2 separate regions of the Mus musculus genome follow, and region 2 is linked to region 1. Evidence: chromatin contacts called from public HiChIP or PLAC-seq data. All regions are on one chromosome and are shown on one strand. The core of a region is the stretch at or near the end of the contact, and the rest is flanking DNA. Distances in the headings are between cores, read along the strand shown. Region 1 has its middle 26 kb from the start of Gm38509. Region 2 overlaps Sox2ot (SOX2 overlapping transcript (non-protein coding)).

Evidence for each region. HiChIP or PLAC-seq counts read pairs in DNA pulled down with a chosen protein or histone mark.
Region 2: an H3K27ac HiChIP or PLAC-seq map of embryonic stem cells shows a contact between it and region 1, with 17 read pairs. The contact joins two enhancer-like sites. A contact is called at or near these places in 6 of 39 promoter capture datasets (embryonic stem cells, liver and stem cell-derived epiblast-like cells), 1 of 15 datasets of contacts at CTCF or cohesin (embryonic stem cells), 30 of 484 Hi-C or Micro-C datasets (embryonic stem cells, liver, reprogramming fibroblasts and 2 more), 13 of 115 datasets of contacts at active chromatin or transcription factors (embryonic stem cells, epiblast stem cells and stem cell-derived neural progenitor cells) and 1 of 9 other capture datasets (embryonic stem cells).

Annotation. Positions count from the first base shown.
Region 1 is chr3:34,743,437-34,747,954 of GRCm38.p6, forward strand. No RefSeq gene overlaps it. Among named protein-coding and RNA genes, the nearest start is that of Gm38509, 26 kb to the right of the region's middle. Within about 2 kb of position 1,930, at least 6 of the 459 cell types and tissues checked have an H3K27ac peak or open chromatin away from gene starts, as enhancers often do. A contact at or near this core is called in embryonic stem cells, where this site is marked.
Region 2 is chr3:34,640,601-34,645,118 of GRCm38.p6, forward strand. All of the region lies in intron 3 of Sox2ot (SOX2 overlapping transcript (non-protein coding)), which reads left to right. Among named protein-coding and RNA genes, the nearest start is that of Mir1897, 4.4 kb to the left of the region's middle. Within about 2 kb of position 2,186, at least 71 of the 459 cell types and tissues checked have an H3K27ac peak or open chromatin away from gene starts, as enhancers often do. A contact at or near this core is called in embryonic stem cells, where this site is marked.

The sequences.
Region 1 (4,518 bases), core at 680-3,179:
GTACAAGTGTCTTGTCTACGTTTCTATATGTATATCCTGTGGTGCCAGTGAAAGAGAAGGACACAAGATCTCATGGAACTCTCCAGTTGGTGTTTGTAAGTCACCATGTGGTTGCTGGGAACTAAACCTGGGTCCTCTTACAAGGGCAGCAAGCGCTCTTAACTGCTGAGCCATCTCTCCAGCCCCCTGTTCTTTTGAAACAAGGTCTCATGCTATGGCTCATAATGATCTCCAACTCAACGCAATACTCCTGCCTAAGCGTCTTGGGTACTGAGGTTACAGGCATGAGTCAACATACCTCACCAAAGGTTTTTAGGAGTAATAGGGAAAAGTATGTGGTGTTTTGAATGGAATGAGATAGGCTCTTTCCACAGTCATATAACAGTGCCGGAAGGGTTGGGAGGTTTGGCCTTGTTGGAGGAGGTATGTCACTCTCTGGGGGTGGGTTTCAGGTTTCAAAAGCCCACACCATTCTTCTATTCTTAGTGTTCTCTCTCTCTCTCTCTCCCTCTCTCTCTCTCTCTCTGCTTCCATGCTCGTGGATAAGACCTCAGTCACTGCTTCAGCTCCAAGACCTGCTACCATGCTCCCCGCCATGATAGTCATGAACTCACCTTCACAAATGCCAACTGCAAAGCCCCAATAAATTCTTTCTTCTATAAGTTGCCTTGGTCATGGTGCTTTGTCACAGCAGTAGAAAAGGCACAGTATGTATTTATATATCCTCTTGTTCTTATTTTATGCATATAGAATTTTATGTGTATTATATGTATATATGTATGTATGCATATGCACCACATGTGGAAGCCAGTCATGTGGACTGGAGTTACAGAAAGTTGTGACCTGTCAAATGGTTGCTGGGAATTGAACTTGGATCCTCTGTAAGACCAGAATGTACTCTTAACCACTGAGCCATCCCTCCAGTCTTTATTTTTGATAGTGCCTCCTGTGGCTCAGGTTGGCATTGAGTTCACAGGGTAGCCTAGGCTGACCTTGAACATGAAGTGATCCTCCTGCCTCAGCCACCTACATATTTCAGATGTGGTGAATCTTTCTAAAGATATGGCATGTTTCCCAATGACTGTCACTCCGTGTGACAGAGATAACCAAAAAAGCAGTATGTATAAGGTCCTTGAGTTGGAGATACAAATGAGACGCAGGCAGCCAGGTGTGTGGCAGTCTGACTAGCTGGGGTAGGCCTACTGTACAGAGAGAGGGATCTGAGCAGATGAGGGAATTCCTCTCCTCTGGAGCAGTGATGCTCTCCACAAATGAATGTCTGAGGAGAGGGGAAGCAGCTTGGTGGTTCCTACCTGGGATATCTTCTCCCACACGTTGTAGGAAGGGAGTATCTCCCTGTCTTTTATTTCATTTAATCCTTTGGAGAACTGCTAGTCAGGTGTTGTGACCTCCCAAAGACTCACAAGCACAGGAGTTGGCTTTCTCTCAGGATTTTCCTAGGAACTCAAGCTCAACACAATCTCTCTACATTTGGGTGACTAAGATTTGAGCCTGTTACTCTCCTCCTCATCTCCTCTCCAGTCCTTTTAGCACCTCACAAAGTCATCTGTGTCATAGTCCAGATCATTTTAATCTGTTAGAGCTCCTCCTACTTCATAAAGGTCCCATCCCATCATGGAACTCAGAAAAGTCACAAAGTTTTCTGTTGAATCAGTCTTTTTTTAAAACAAACAAACAAAACCACTCCTCTGTGACCATACTTCTGTCCGGCCCAGTGAACTGGGGTGTGAACACAGCTCCTCTTAATTTTTAGTTTCCTCAAGAGCACCTGCCCCTCCCTCAGGAGCACATGGTCCTTTATTCCTGGAAACGTATGGGAACTTCAGAAGGAGATAACTAAGTGTCCTAATGGCTCTGATAAACTGGTCTACCAAGGACTGATTCCCCTTCATGGTCTCAGATTACACAGCCTTTGTCCTAAGGAGGGATGGGCAGGTACACAGAGCTCAGTTTTTCTACCTCCACTGCAGTCAGACTGACTCCACCCACTGCACAAGCCACTCTGCATAAATTCTTTCATTGAGTGTTTAAATGACACCCCCAATTTCAGGAATTCAAGCGATGAGTATTTCCTGATCACCCTCTTATACTGACCCGATGCCCCATTTATCTCATTTATTTACCAGATTAGAGGCTAAAATGAAGGATGCCTTTCCTTTTTTTTTTTTTGTTTTTTGTTTTTTGTTTTTTTTTGTTTTTGTTTTGTTTTGTTTTGTTTTTTTGTTTTTTCGAGACAGGGTTTCTCTGTGTAGCCCTGGCTGTCCTGAAACTCACTCGGTAGACCAGGCTGGCCTCAAACTCAGAAATCCGCCTGCCTCTGCCTCCCGAGTGCTGGGATTAAAGGCGTGTGCCACCATACCCGGCTGCCTCTCCTCTCATTGCCATTCCTCCTTCATCCAAACAAGCCCTTGCTTAGCTTCCATCTCGGCCTCAAGTGTACACACACACACACACACACACACACACACACACACACACATACACACACACACACAAAGAGCAGTGCCCTGGGGATTTCTGATCCCTACGCTGGCTGAGAGGTTGGATTATGGGCATGCAATACCAGGTCCAGCTGTAAATTTTTTGGGGGCATGGGGGTGGGGCTAGAAAGTTGGTTCAACAAAAAAGAGATGGTATGGCATGCTCTTCCAGAGGACCTGGGATTGATCCAGCACCTATGTGATCAGTCATAATCACTTTTAACTCCAGTTCCAGAGGATCCAAGGTTCTCCTGGGGTCTCTTCAGGCACTACATACATGTGGTGCACAGACATACATGCAGTCAAACACATCTCTCTCTCTCTCTCTCTCTCTCTCTCTCTCTCTCTCTCTCTCTCTCATTGTGTGCATGTGTGTATATGTGCACATGTCCATGAAAATGAGCCATGGCTTGTTTGTAGAGGTAAGAGAGAAACTTCTAGAATTGGCTCTTTCATTCTACCACATATTGGACTCAGTTTGTCATGCTTGGCAGCAAGTAGCCTTTACCCACTGACCCGTCTGTCTTGGCAGCCCTGGTCAGCTGCAAATCTCCAGTATAGCACACTCTATACACACAATCCTTGTTTCCACTAAAAAGGATACAGTCTATAGTCTCTCTCTGTCTCTGTCTCTCTCTTCTTGAGACAGGCGGTTACTGTGTAGCTCCAGATGGCCTAGAACTTGCTATGTAGACCAGGTTGGCCTAGAATTCACACATATTCCACCTCTGCCTCCCAAGTGTTGAGATTAAAGGTGTGCTCCATATATCCTAATGTTAACTATTGTAGCACTTTTCAAAAGCTTCTAAAATGGGTACATTATTAACCCTTAAAAACAAAGGAAAGGCTGAGAGTGTAGCTCAGTATTAGAACATCCATGCCCAAAATGTATGACACTAGATTCGGTCTCCCACAGCACGGAAGGTCAGGTCTGATGGTACATGCCTGTAATCTGATCCCACCATGGGCAGGTGGGATCAGGAGAATCAGAAGTTCAAAAAAGGCTAAGAAGTTTGAAAGTTTGAAGTCAGTTTAGGCTATATGAGCTGTTTCAAAAAAATAAAACTAAAATAAAAAAATTTTTTAAAAAGAGAGAGGAAGGAAGGAGAAAAAAAAAGAGGGACTTGGGAGGTGAGTGGAGGAGTGAGTTGAGGTGGCGGTAAATGCCTGTCATCTCAGCATCAGCCAGGCTGAGACAGGAAGATTGCAAGTTCTAGGCCAGCCTGGACTATACAGCAAGATCTTGTCTCAGCCAAAACAAAATGTGGAAATCCCAGAGGTAGGAGGCCATTCCTTTTCTTCCTCTCTCCAGAAAGTGACTGCTCTTCACAGATGCCATGAATTGCAGACATCTGTAATGACCAGAGAACTTGAGACAACTGAGAGGGAGACTACCCCATCCCCCCATGTCCACAGCCACTGGGGGCCAGGCAGCCTGGCCTAGAGTGAGACTCATGAGACTCCTTCCTTTCCCAGCACCCATATGACACAGTGTGGTGGAGGCCTTGGGGCCATGGCAGTTCCCCGAGTGAGCTGCTCTCTCCATCTCTACTGACTGGAAGAGGGCAAGGGGAAGGGGTGTGGGTGCATTTATTTACCTTGGGAACACTAGACTTTGGGCCTGTTTGTTGAGTCTGCTGTTGGCTTTCATTGCTCAGTCTAGTCAAGAGCTGTTTTGGCCCAAAAGGGGATGTGGGGGTAGGGCTGGGGTGGGGTAAGACATCTGCAGTGCCCAACAACCCAACAACCCAACAACGGTTACCAAGGCCTCCCTGGCTCTGCCCCTACCTGTAGAATGGTAAACAAAGCCCCTGGGAGAACTCGGGCAAACTGAACACCTTGGTCAAACACGAAGCCAACCACCGCCAGGTGCGCTCGTTGAGCGACTCTCCATCAGCATGCTGTCATGCAGAAAATGTTTATCTAATTTGTCAAGATAATCTTTCCTCAAATAAGCCTCGGGCCTGCTCCTTGGAACAGCCTGAAGTTAGTCTGTAGAATGTAACTCTCTTTTTTC
Region 2 (4,518 bases), core at 936-3,435, 100 kb before region 1:
CCACACACAGTGTAGCTGCGTATTGGCTCAGAAACCTTATAATTTTACAACCCATAGGAGTTTCTTTACAAGAACATCAAAGCTCTACATTTTCATAGTTGGTTAAAACTGATACCCTCTCTTCATACACACACACACACACACACACACACACACACACACCACCCAAAAAGAATTTAGCCTTTAATCTCTTTTTATCCGCAAAGACGAAAGCTCTACGCTCGACCTCGCCAGCGGCTGTCGCGGTCGGGCCGGGAGCAGCTCAGAAGAGAAGCGACTCCGCGGTCTCACGCCAGCGCCCCCTATTGGACGCAGTGGGAGATACACAGCGCCCTCCCGAACCCGCTTCAGCCCTTGCCCTGGGGTTAAAGAAAACTCTTTATTGCCCCCAGAAAAGGAAGTGGGGGTGCGGAAACAAGTTTTTATGCCCCGAAAAGATAACTATACTTCAACAAAAGCCAAAGAGATTACATTCTTTTCCATTTCATTTATTTAAAAAACGGCATTCCTCCTTACACCCCAGTTTCCCCCACCCGCATCCTGGCTTGGTTTGAGGTCTTCTTTTAAAGGCTAAGCGATGGTACTACAGGGAAATAGAAAAAAAAAAATGCTTCTTCCGCTTGTCCGCTTTTCATAAAATAACACTAAAGCGAAGAGAGTGCTTCGCTTAAGCGCCAGCTGCGGTTCAGATACAAGGTTTCCAAATATAAAGTGCTTGGGTGTCTAGTGGATGAAGTAACTCGTTTATATTTGATTATTAATTCCAGAATGTAATTAAAAGTCCTGTCTCTCCTTCAAGTATTTACCTCCCCTCCTCTTCCCTCGCCTCAAACCACTCTTGATCAAACTTTTCCTTCCTGGCAATCGGTTAAATACAGCTATTGTCTACCAAACAGGTGTCTTTTTCTACTTTGATATCAATGTAGAATTTCAGGGAAGATTGGTCTGTGATACATTTTATTGGTTAGGACTCCAAGTTGTCCTGGAAACAGTTTTGATTTGTTTTATTTAATACTTCCAAACCTGTCTGTGTAAGAAAGAGTTGTAACTTCTGTCAGCGAGGGAGGGAAAGTAGCCGCCTTGTGACTGATTCAGAAAGGCCGGCTACAAAAAGAACACAGCCTCTGACTTCCCAACAAAGCGGGAAATGTTGGTTTGTTTAGTTTAAAATTTAAAAAAAATCAACAAATGAACAAAATGGCCATTTCCTACTTCGGGGACATGTTTGCCGTTTTAACTTTTATCAGCAAGGTTAGGGCTTGCCATCAGAAACTAGCTTAACATATCCTAACAGGATAGCATTCTGCACATTTAATGCCATATCCCTGCAAATCTGCTGTTGAGGGTGTGTTTATTCCTGCTCCAGATTAGCGGATCCAAGATGGTTTTTAAAGGAGCTGCTCCGCGCGATGACGTGCCCTCTCATCTGATTCCGGGATCGGATCTCGGACGAGAGGGGATTTTTGAGAAATCTACCCGACAGTCGGTCGAAATGATGGACATTCAGGAGCCGTTGCCTCGGCACCTCCACCCTTTTTCCACGAAGAGGCTAGGCCTGGTTAGGGAAATCCCAACCTGAGACTAGCCTCGCGACCCCCCACGCGCACCGAGGAGCCTGGGGGACGCTTCTTGGGCGTCCTGGGTCCCAGCGCTGCGGTCATCTGTCTCGCGAAGCAGAAGAGTAGAGAAACCAAGAACAGGTCCTGCCTCGGAAGCGGACTGCAAAAGGGTTAGACAACCGCCATTGCGGAGTGTGGAAGAATTGTCGGCGAAGGAGTCTTCTCTCCAGCATACGGACAGAAAACCTAGGCAAAGGTCAGAGGGGACAGGCGTGCAGCCCACTAAGTCCGCAACTAAGCCATGTCGGTGGAGAATGCACAGCCAGGTTGAGCAAAAAGCAGTGAGCCAGGCTTGAGCGCGCCACCCATGCTCGGTTGCATTGTGATTCTGCAGCCGCAGGTGGCTGAGCCCCGGCCCCAATCCCACGCCACAGGACTGCCAGCCGGGAGGAGGCCCCTCCACCTTTGGAGACTAGGAAGGCCGCCAAACAGGGACTGAGATCTCCAAGAAGGCAGAGCCTCCTGGGGCTGGCATCCCGCCGGATCTCCCCAGCCGCGCTGTACCCTTTAGGGGCGTGGCAGGCGCTTTGGGTCTGTAGCCGCGGCATCCAGGCTTGAGCCCTGGCGGGTTGGCTGGGCGCCCTGCTTTGTAAAGTAGTGAGTCTTTCGAGATCCTGTGAGCCAGCCAGCCGGGTGGGCCAACTTAGCTTAGGTCCACTGAGTCCAGGCCAAGTCCTCAACCCTTCCTTCCTTCTTTTCTCCCTCCCTACCTCCCAAGCTTAAAACGCTGAGAAGCAGGGTGTGTGGTTTGGACTTGGGCAGGCTATTTGGAGATGGGGCAGGGACAAGGCTTATTAATAAGATCCAGGTTCGAGGATGAGCTTTCGTTTATTGAGTTTAGTCTTCTTGTTCGGGGTTCTTTCTTTCTTTCTTTTTTTTTTTTTTTTTTTTTTTTTTCTGGAAAACCTTTAGCTCCTAGAATTTAAGTCCCAGACAAAGAGCCAGGGAAAGAACCGGACCAGACTGAAAGGAGCAGAGCTCCAGACAGATCATCATCTCTCAATAAACTGCCAAGCTGTGGCTCCAGAACCAGAGCCCAGCAGCTACGTGGGCTGCTGAAGAGTGCAGATACCACAAGTACAACTTGACACCATTGAGCCCACGGTGCTTGTCAATAAGCTGTGAATTAGGTGTAGAGACTGTCACCATAGATCATAACAGTTTCTGAAGGACTCATTACAGCATAGCGTGTCAGTGATCTCCAAATTAAGGGAGGGGGGGTGAGAGAGGAAGAAGGAGTGGGGGCCGCCAACAAAAATCCAAGAAGGGTGGGAGGAGAGATAAAAGTCAGAGCCCCAGCTAAGAAGAAGGCTTTAAAGATTATCAGGCCAGCGATCTAAGAATTCTGTAAGGATGGGTTTGGAAGCCCAATTCTGAGCCTGGGCTGGGAGGGATGCTGAGGCCAAGCAGAAGTGGGCCTCAGGGAAAGCTGACGTTCTCAGACATTGCCTTTGAGGTTAGAAGAGCTTTTGGAAGCGACCTCCTGATGTCAGCAGAAGGCCTGAAGGATGCCAGCCCGCCCAGAAATGGGAGCATACCGATTCACAGCTCTTTAGCACGAACCACAGTAGCCTTGGCTTCCTTTAGGTCTGGTGGTGATTGTGGGTGACTTTCACCACGCAGGTTTGCTTTGGCTTCTTGTCATGCTACAGGTGGAAAGCTTTCCTCTGTTCCCTGAAAGCAAAAAGAAAAAAAAAAGAAAAGCAGTCCAGTGCAGTGAAGCAAATCTCCCCCTTCCTTCGGCCTGCTCTTAGGCATCCCTAAGACCCTTGCCTTCCGAGGCTTATCACTTTCTGTTGTCCCGTCGCCACCGGGTAGAGGTTCCGGCAAGGAAGCTTTTGAGTGACACAAAGCAGAAAGTTATGTGAGGTCACGGAGGAAAGACAGAGCTCGAGGCTAAGTGTTCTAGCTCCTTGGACTTTGCTGCAGCAGTCACATGTCACCGGCCTGCATTGCTGTCACTTAATATGGGTCAGAAAAACCTCAAGGAAGGGCTTGGGTTTGTTTTTAGATGGCACAATTAAATAAAGTAATTGCAGCTAGAAAAATTTTAAAGAAACATCTTTTTCTTGAAATTACGGGAAACAATCAGGGCCATCGGACAAAAGAGGACATGTGTATGCCTTTGGTAGGATGAATTGCCTAAAATATTTGGCTGTCAAGTAAGTGTATACATAGACTTCCAAGCGTTGATTTGGAGGTGCAAAAGGACTAATGTCTCTCTGGAGTGTTTGGACTCTCTGGTGATCCCCCACCCCCCCACACACACACCCCTGATTTTTAGAATCAGAAGTGCAATTGAAGACCAACAGTAGCTGCTCTTCCTGCCTCCGGTTTGTCTTTAACAGGGGAATTTCTGTCTTTAAAGCAATTAGATCATCTAAAGGGCAAACTACATTTCCCCTGGACAGCAACAGCAGTGGTAGAAACAGAATCTCAGGGTTGATAATTCATGAAATGGAAATGAAAAATAGTGAAGTGTGAATCCTTTGCCCAGAAAAAAAAAATTAATGATCTGGAATATCTGAAAGATCTAAGAATACATGAACCATTGTAAGTCATGTGATTTTTTTTTACATACAGCCCAGAAGACTCAAAAAGGCAGTTTTAATATATATATGTATATATTTAAAAGCAAGAGGGAAATATGTTAAGTTTCTAACTGCCAAACTCTTTTTTTTTTAATGCATTTACTTCATCAGTGAGAGGTGGAATGAATTGAGCACAATGGTCACTGGGCAGACCACCCTGCATTCCGCAGGTTTCAAGGGTCCTTGCAGCTCTTGAGGGAAATTATTTGGTAAAATTGGGTCTAGGCTTCAACAGCCCCTTGTCCATTTGTTTCATATAATACCACTTCTGAAAATTAAAGGCAAGATCCTGGAGAGACACAAGGAGA